Regions from separate parts of the Mus musculus genome. Here region 2 is linked to region 1. Evidence: chromatin contacts called from public Hi-C data. All regions are on one chromosome and are shown on one strand. Each heading gives the region's core, a stretch centred on a gene start, on an enhancer-like site or on the middle of the called end of the contact. The rest is flanking DNA. Distances are from core to core; before and after follow the strand shown.

Region 1 (4,734 bases), core at 897-3,396:
CAGGTAAGAAGCGGGATGCCTTTCTACACCCTTTGTAGTAGAACAGGTCTTATGTCCTGGGTGTCCATCATCGATTATTAAACAGAGAGCAACAGAAACACTCGAGGATATTCAAGTCTAAATGCCTACTTCATGAATATTAAGTAGAGCCTTCAGAACTTGGGGAGCTTTTTCAGGTGTGAACTGGACCAGGGTATCAAAGTGATGTTGTAGGAACTTTAGTTCTTAGGGGATTCAGCAGCTCCAGTAGGGTATCAAAGTGAGCTGCTTCTTTGTCTTGCTTTTTGTCTTTGCTGATGTCAGTCCCACCCCTGCTTGAGGCAGATGAATGCCTCTGACTGACAGAGAAAAGGTCACATTCATCCAAATGAAAGAGGAAATAGCACATGGTTCCCATTACATTATGAAATTTTCTTATTCATTCAAGTGGGTGCACAGTGATAACATCATACAGTGACATTAACATCTGCCCAATCAGGACCCTACCTCCTGCTCAATCAGGCCCCCACCTCCCTGTACCCCTTCTCCACACAGATCTTCTGATTCTCCCTCTTTTAGTTCCAAGCCATTGTTTCCCTTGAGCATTCCACACCTTTCCTGCCCTCTCCATCCACACTGGTCCCTTAGCTTAAACTGTCTGTTCTGCTTATTGCTCTGATTTTAGCTGCCTTGACACCTGTACAGGCAGGTGCCTCTCCCAACAGCCCATCTGAGTTTCATATGCCTGTATCATGTCTTCGCTTCTTCACAACACCACAGTCTGAGTCTATGATAATCTATGTAATTATGTGTGCAAGAACTTATCTGTCAAGACTCCAAGATGCACTGAAGGAAGAAGGAAGCAGAATGTCTAATCCTCCTGACTATATCAGAAGAAAACCTAATTAAATTATACAAAAATGACATTTGCCTCATATGTGTAACTGTATGTTCCTAAGAACAGACTTGTGTCAATTCCTTGTAATGTTGCAAGACATTTTCTGATGCTCAATGTGTTTCAATCTGTTATCACACTTCTTTAAACCAACAGTCTTGTGTACCTAAGAACAAGTACAATTTACAATTGGATCTGGGTCCAGTCTGTGCTACTGTAACAGAAGGCTTGAAACAGGGTACATGTAAAGATCAAAATTTTATTTTCTCACAGTTCTAGAAGACAAGAAGAAAACCAAAGTGCCTCCACTTGGTGAGGGGAGAGGGTTTCTGCTGCAGCCTGACAGTGATTGGATACAAGCCTCCAGGCAAGGTATCCAATCACTGCCCCAGATGCTTCCTTTAAAAGAACATTTATTCCATGAAGGAGACAGAGCTCTCCTGTAATCATCTCTTAGAGGCCTCTTATAAACTATGCCGGCCACAGCTCAGTTTCAGAGAAAACACACTCAAGACATGCTGATATTAAAATTGACAGCACATTTGAGGATAACTCTGTAAATGGTTCTCAGTTTTACTAAAAACTGTTGTCCACTTTGGGAGAGGCAGATTTTATCTGATGAGCAATTTCCATAGATTCTCTTCACCTGTGTGTCAAACCTAAGGTTTAAAACAAATGTGTCAGACGTACTTTCCTCAACAAGTAAGAGAGATCGGTTTGTATCAAGGGAAGCTTTAGTCCCCCGCCGCCCCCCCCCCCAGTTGGCTCAGTGCCAAGTCAGTTGTGTCCATTGCAAAGGAGAAGAGTAGAACCCAGGCAGCTAAAGTTTGATTGGCTTCAATTAGCACTCTCCCAGGTTCTGACAGCCACTGATGCTGCCAAGGAAAGTGCTTCCTTCGAACAGTGTGACATTTCTCAAAAACATCAACAGCAACAAAGGAAATCGTTCAAAATAGATTCTCATAGCCAAACACCCACTGCTCACTGTAGAATCAAGCCGTACTTAAATCTCCTATATAAGGAAATAAATCTTGAGTATTGGGTAGTTCAGGAAACATTAGACATGGGAGCCTCCTCAATGTAAGATTCCCTTTGAGTGAGAGAATTAAAGCAGGGGTGATTAGACAGGCTCTTGAAGGATGAATAGATATACTCAACAAGCAGGCTTAAGAGGAAAGGTTAAAAGTTTTCTAAGGCCCAAGAACCAAGCAATGGTATGTAATTGGGAGCACGCATTACCCTGAAGAGTTGAAGAAACTTTCACCCTCAGGCTGGAAATGAGGCAAGTAAGCCATAAGCCATGACAGTTGGAAACCATGTGAGTCAGAGTTTTCATCACTCCTCAAAGTCTTCTTATTTGTAATTCTTCAGTCAGTGGAAAATTCTTCAGAAGCAGCTACACAGTACTACTGCTCAGTTTCCCAACTGTACAGTCTACTCTTGTCAACTTAGCTTCAGTACTGACTCATTACTATCAGCTCTAATCCGTATTTTAAGCCTGCTTTCAAAATAACTCTAAATTCAATCAATGTTTTTTTTTTCTTTTTCTTCAAATTTGTCTTAAAGTTCCAGTAATGCCTGTGAGTCAAAGACTCCCACCAGGAAATAAATCAGTGATGATAAATGGAAAGTTCCCGAATGCTAACCTATTGGCTTCTCCAGGCATTAAGAATTACAGAGCATTAGGGATGGTCATGACTCACACAGGCTTTGAATAGCAGCAGCCACTGATTTTCTTCATCTGGAGGTGAGAGACATGGGAATCAAACTGAGCTTTGCCCATGCTAGGCAAGCACACTGCCAATGATCTATACTACTAGCACCTGACTGTCAGAAGGATGCAAAACAGGTCCTATGGACGTACCCAAATGTATACAAGCAGGTCACTACCACCACTATCTTTCTAAGACAAAACATGAGTTACACATACAAGAGCTACACATACAAATACATATATAAACCAGAAGTATCTGTAGCCTTACATCTATTCCTGCCTCAGAATAATCTCCTTTTAGCTTCATATTTCCTCTTCACTTGTACGTGAATATTTTCCTCACTCCAAATCCATGTAACAATCTATCCTTGCCAAATTTATCTCCTGAATTATCACCTTATTTTCATAGCAATTCATCATGGCTAATTGCTCTCTAGCATGTTATATGTTTCCACATGTGTTTTATTAAGCTCCAAATTCAAATTCCCATCACAATTTCAGCTGGCCAATGCCATTTCTCAAGTCCAACACTCAACGCAATGCATTCCAGTGCTAAAACTGAAGCACAACAAACTTTGAATAGCCAAAGCAAAGTCCTAAACAAAGAAAATAGCACAGAGGTGTCATAATTTCTGACCACAAATTATACTTCAGAACCACAGTAAAAAAAAAAATCTGTATGGCATTCATACACACACACACACACATACACACACAGAGAGAGGTGAGTAGAATAGAATTAGAATAGGGGATACAGAAATAAACCTACATTTGACAGTCAGCTAAATTTTGACAAAAATGTCAAAAATATCCACTGAAGGAGAGACATATGGTGTTTCAAAAACAAGGTATCTGGAGGAAAAACTGATACTAGATCCACACCTCTCACCCTGTCCAAAATGTATACTCAAAATAGATCTAATATCACAAAGGTTGTGAAATCTGATACTGTTATAAGAAAGCATAGATAAAACTTAGTAAACAAAGACAACACCAATAGACATTCCAATGTGTGTAGGAAAAACCCACAAGACCTCAACTTTACACAAAAGTAGTAGTAGTAGTATATTATTATATTAACATATATTCAGGTAACATTATACAGACTGGATAAATTATACTTAGGGAAGTATATGCATGTGCATATACATACATACATTCAATAACAACTAGTTAAAAAAAAAAAGAAAAAAAAGAGGCCATAAGTTTGAGGGAAAGTTGAGGGAGCATCTGAGATGGTTTAGATGGAGAAAAATGAAGGGAGAAATGTTATAATTATAACTTAATGTTGTAAAATCTCAAAAATAAAATGCAAAACATTCAAAATAAAAAAAAATGGCAGTAGTATAGACATAGACATGGACCTTTTGAAAAACACCCGAAAAGCACAGGCATGTCTATTGGTATCTTCCTTGCTCATATTTGGGTAGCCATGTTGGTGAGTCTTTATGGAGGGAGCCATTAGCTGACCACAAACTACATACCAAATACTTCCAATGGCTCTATAGACTTTATTACAATGATGTCTTCCCAAACCAAATTCAAACACAAGTTAACATCCCTGCTGTAGAGAGTTAATATGCCTTTCAGAAACTAGAAAAGCAAGAATTTAACCCAGGCTGCTTTCCACACAGTCTATGAATTTGAGTCCTGGCTTTTCTCACTCCTGGCCTTGCTTCCCTGTCTCTGCTCCTCACAATTATTCTGCATTTTACCTTCACTTTCTCATCTTGCTCTTGTTCCATGAACAGCATCTTTCTAGTGATAATCTCCAGGGGTACTATTAATTCTAAAACTCTTAAATTTGTGGAAGTCTGAATTTATTCCCAGGTGATCTACTAATGTAGAACATTGCCTCTATTTTTTTCTTACTCTTTATATGTAAAATTTATTTTGAAATATACATGCAGTCAGAATCTAGTTTGTGAATATAACATTTATTTTTTACATATTTTTAATTAGGTATTTTCTTCATTTACATTTCAAATGCTATCCCAAAAGCCCCCCCAGACCCTCCCCCAGCACTCCCCTGCCCACCCACTCCCACTTATTGGCCCTGGTATTCCCCTGTACTGAGGCATATAAAGTTTGCAAGACCAAGGGGCCTCTTTTCCCAATGATGACCAACTAGGCCATCTTCTGCTAC
Region 2 (4,734 bases), core at 1,467-3,966, 130 kb after region 1:
CTTGTTGACTTCTAAAGTTCCCCTTCTTGTAATAACAGTGATGTTAAAGAACAGCTTAGTGAATCCACTCTAACCTACTTACCTCCTTTAAAAGCTAACTTCCAAACACAGGCACACTCTGAAGAGCTGAGGAGAAAAGCATTCCACATTTCAAACACAAAGATGTCATCGTGTATTGCATGTCAGCTAGCTTGAAACTTCAAATGATATAGCACCAGTATCACCAAAGGGATGCATCGTAGCACACTGGGAGACATACTGGCAGTAGAACATGTGAGAAGCAAGCAACAGAGATCACTTGTAAAAATGTAATCCAGACAGTAGTGGCAAATGCCTTTAATCCCAGCATTCGGGAAGCAAAGGCAATGGCGGGTAAATCTTTATGAGTTTGAGGCAAGCCTAGTTTACAGAGTGAGCTCCAGAAAATCCTGGGATACACAAAGAACCCCTATTTTGAAAGGAGAAGAGAGAGAGAGAGAGAGAGAAAGAGAGAGAGAGAGAGAGAGAGAGAGAGAGAGAGAGAGAGAGAGAGAGAGAGAGAGAGAGAGAGAGACTAGATAGGGCCATAACAACTTCCTTTTCTGGAAAGTAATCCACTCCTCTGAGACCTAGCTCACTCCTCTATGGTACTCTCATTGATTCTTTCTCAAAGGTGGTCTGACTCAGCCACAACCCAGTGAGACCGACCACCTCTTAACAGTTCTATAATGGCATTATATTATGGACCAACCTTATAGTACAGGAAACTTTGGAGAATGAAGACTGTTCCAGACTTTGAAGTCATCCATAAGTAGTATTTTTTTATTTTAAGATTTTTACCATAATCTTGATCTAAAGCTATGTTCTTTCTTATTCTTTGAAAATGTAATACTTGTATACAATATATTTCAATTATAGCTATTTCCCTTCTTTTCCAACTTCCTCTAGACCCTACTCAACACATGTCTCCTAAATTCATGTGTTACTGAGTACATCCAGTGGTGCCTATATGCACATAGGTACGGACAACATACCAAAGACCAGATCTACAAAGAAAACTGACACTCCTTCCCATAGCCGTCAGGATCCCCTTCCCCATCCATACTTAACCACACACTGAGTTCAAGAGTGCCATAAGTGTGTTACACCCAGAAGACAGCATTTCACAGAACTCCAACTCCCATCCTCTGTCTCTTACACTGTTTCCATCACCTTCTTCCAAGGTGTTCACTGAGCTGAGGGGAAGGAGGACGTTGATAAAGAGATCAGTTTTGAGTTTCTACACTAGCCACCGTCAACTCTCAAAAAAAATTTCTGACCAAGGTTGAGGATAGCACAGACCTATGAGTATAAATATGAATACTTAAAGGTAATTTGAATGGCCATTTAGTAAAACAACAGTATGTTCCTCCCCAGGGCCTCTGACTTCCCCACCCATGAACTTTTGACTAAGTTCATAGTACCAGGTGTAAATTTCCTCCAGTGAAGCAGATCTCAAATCTGTTGAGAAAGTGGTAGATTACTGTCATAATAATTATGCCATTATTTTACCAGTGGCTATACCTTAAGGTAGTATTGAAGTGTGCAGGGCCCAGCACTAGGTAAGACAACTGATGTTTATTCCACCCACCCCCTAGCATATACTTCTGTGTGAGCAAGTCTGAAGGGAGATTCCAGACTGATTTCTCTTTGTCCTGTAAGCAGAGTGTGTTAGTGACTTCAACAATAATGTCTTACCATTCACTGTGGAGGATAACCAAAACCATTGGCAGTAACGTGTGTACTCTTGGGGCTCTCAGAGACAACATTCATCAGTAATTCATGGGGAGATATATCATTCCTGGCATTGAATTTTTCATTTCATAACTATGGGAAGACTATACTCTTAAACAGCACAATGTCAATATAGTCGATTCTACAGTAAGTCAAGTTAATGTATATGTGTAATAAGGATTTTACTAAAAGCATTGCCAAAAGTACAGTGCATTTCCTGTCTAACAGCCTTTGTAAACATTCTTTGAATCCTGCTCAACAAAGGCCTTTTCAACTTCTATAATTCCATTCTTCATCTTTTCTGAAATGATTAAATATTCCAATGAATGTATTCCAAGAATATTTAAAATTATCTTTTTCTTACTGTTCCATATAAATCATGTGTCTTGCAAAAATGAGCTCCTAGTTATAAAATTTACTTCCATCTCTTCTATGTCTTGTCAATCTTTCTCTGCTGGTGAAAGTTCAGATGACCACAGGAAGGAGCCAGCCTTAGTGGGATCAAGGGTGTGTAAGAAGTCACATGACATGAGATTACAAGGAGTGCCTCATGTGTGTGTATGTGTGTGTGTGTGTGTGTGTGTGTGTGTGTGTATCACTAAAACCAGGGTCGAAGCCCAGGAGACTTGGTATATCAGTTACCATAGAAACATGAATGTACCCTGTGTCATCATATTGTTTTTATGCTTCATGTGTTTCCATACTTACTTCTATATCATTATAGTCTCCTATTTGCTTAAACTTTCAAAGACTCTGGCTGTAGTATATGTAATGAAGAAAGATTAAATAGAGGTTTCTCTTTAGCCAAACTTCTAATAACTCTAGAGAACCATTTGATGGTAGTAGGAATGGTTAGAAGGAAAGAACGCCAAGACGCAAACAGAAAGACAAAGAAGCAGCTGCTTGCCTCGGCCCCTCTTCCTTGCAGCCTCTCAGGAGCAAATTCCTGAGAGGATCTGGATTTTTGTCTGAGTAAAGCTGTTCCTCTTTTACAGCTGATGCTGTATGATTCAGCAGTGACACATTTGATAAGAATTGACAAAAAACAGCAAAATCTCTATAGAGTCAAAAATTCAATTATTGAGGAAATTACAAGGGAAATGCATGCAAACTGACCACTGTGAATTCTTACCAATACTGCAGACATCTGGTTGAGTGTTTGTCTGAAACATCTGGGTTTCCTTTCTTCATTCAAAGATGGTAGAACAATGTCTTTCTCAAACAACATTCCATGAGATGCAATCACCCCGGGTATCATGCTCTGGGTTATATATAATACTGTTCATATGTCATGATGATCCAAGGTTACTCTTCATACAGGTAAGGGAAGTTGGCAGACAAGGAACTTGGGATTCTCCTCACCCCATTTCTTGAAAACTCTGCAGTCCTTTCTTAGGGGAAGTTGAATTCAGTCTTTCTGTTTCTATTCCGTTGGTCTTAAAGCCTTTGTAGTATATGCTATGACAGTCACATGATTCTGATGTTCAAACAATTCCACTTTTAATGATTCAACTTAGAACCGCCCCCCCCCATTGTCTGAAAGCATAATACTAATTGTTGTCCTTTTTACTTTGAGTATTTAACAAATTATATAACACATTCAGCACTTCTTATAAATAAGAATTTAAACTAGATGATCTTGCCCAACTATGGGTAAATGTTCTAGACACATTTCATGTTTTAAAAAAACTTCACTTTTATTATTGCTGCTGTTACTTTGGGGACAGAGTCCCAGGTAGCTCAGTTTGACTTGCTGTGTAGCTGAGAATGGCCTTGAACTTCTGATTGATCCCGTGTTTGCATTTGTAAGTGCTAGGATTACAGGCATGAGTCCCCATTCCCTGTTAGAGTACTGTGACTTGAAAATCCAGGGTCTCATGCATGCTAGACATGTTCTCTACTAAATGAGCTACATGTCTAACCACAAATGCAGTTCTACTGTATGATATTTTCAACTTACCATGGGTTTGTTGGGGTATGACCCCAATCATAAATGTAGGCATAGCTACAGTTTTCCCAACTGGGGCAGGTCTTTGTCTTCCTTTTATAGCATTTCATATCACAAAATTAAAATTTCCTATTACATCGAGCACAGAACACCTGTACAAACTGAAGTACATTGTTGGGATTAATTTTATGCATAGAAAGAAAGTGCTGAGATGCAAAGAAGAATAGGAAGTTAATGAGAAAATTGGGTCAAGATTCTCATTAAGCGATTGTAGAATCTTATTAAATTCTTCAACCTCCGACTGTCTGATTAGAAAGAGAGGAATCACAAACTGCAGCTTGGAAAGCTGCCCAGTGCTACTCCCCTTGTGGCTGGAAGAGCATCCCTAGACACAGTTAAAAGAATGTCAAAAGCTACAGAGAAGATCACAGGGATGCTGGAGGCAAAAATCACTTCGGGTGGAATCCTTACTCCAGCATCAATTACCCCTGTGACTTTGGACAATTGGTTCAACTTCCTCCCATTTACTATGGAAGACAACACTACCCACCTGTTGGCCTGTTGTAAATCCTGGGATAGGTATTGTGTTGCAAGCAGTGAGAGCTAATAATGTGTACCATGGAAGCTTTTCCTACTTCTCCAACAGTGCTATGGAAGCTCACTGCTCACCACCTAAATGGACCAATGGAGAGGATGGATGAAGACAGAATCAACAACTTCACCAAAGAGCTTTACCCTGGCCTTCTGATGCCTAGGGTGATGCTAGGAGTCCCTTATCAGCCTCCTGTTGGAGCTTGTGGTTAAGCCTCACATGGCAGCAGAGAGCCTGGCTGAGGTACCTACATAACCATCCTGGATAACTAATCACCGCTCCTCTCTTCCCCAGGAGAGCCAGTGCCTCAACTGTCTGAGCATAGGAGGACAATCAAGCTCCATCATTAACTACATAAACAGATGTGGCCTACTGCCAAAGGTAGTAAGGGGGAAATTATGGTTCTGACCCAGTTCTAAAAAAAAAGAACCAGAATCAAGTT

Evidence for each region. A called contact is a pair of places that touch in the nucleus more often than the background predicts.
Region 2: a Hi-C map of adipose-derived mesenchymal stem cells shows a contact between it and region 1, with 1.5 times the contacts expected there. The contact joins two enhancer-like sites. A contact is called at or near these places in 5 of 484 Hi-C or Micro-C datasets (adipose-derived mesenchymal stem cells, erythroblasts, liver and 2 more) and 2 of 9 other capture datasets (adipose tissue and liver).

Annotation. Positions count from the first base shown.
Region 1 is chr2:80,044,760-80,049,493 of GRCm38.p6, forward strand. All of the region lies in intron 2 of Pde1a (phosphodiesterase 1A, calmodulin-dependent), which reads right to left. Among named protein-coding and RNA genes, the nearest start is that of Pde1a, 82 kb to the right of the region's middle. Within about 2 kb of position 2,147, at least 21 of the 459 cell types and tissues checked have an H3K27ac peak or open chromatin away from gene starts, as enhancers often do. A contact at or near this core is called in adipose-derived mesenchymal stem cells, where this site is marked.
Region 2 is chr2:80,173,400-80,178,133 of GRCm38.p6, forward strand. It overlaps a transcript of Pde1a not described here. Among named protein-coding and RNA genes, the nearest start is that of Pde1a, 46 kb to the left of the region's middle. Within about 2 kb of position 2,717, at least 8 of the 459 cell types and tissues checked have an H3K27ac peak or open chromatin away from gene starts, as enhancers often do. A contact at or near this core is called in adipose-derived mesenchymal stem cells, where this site is marked.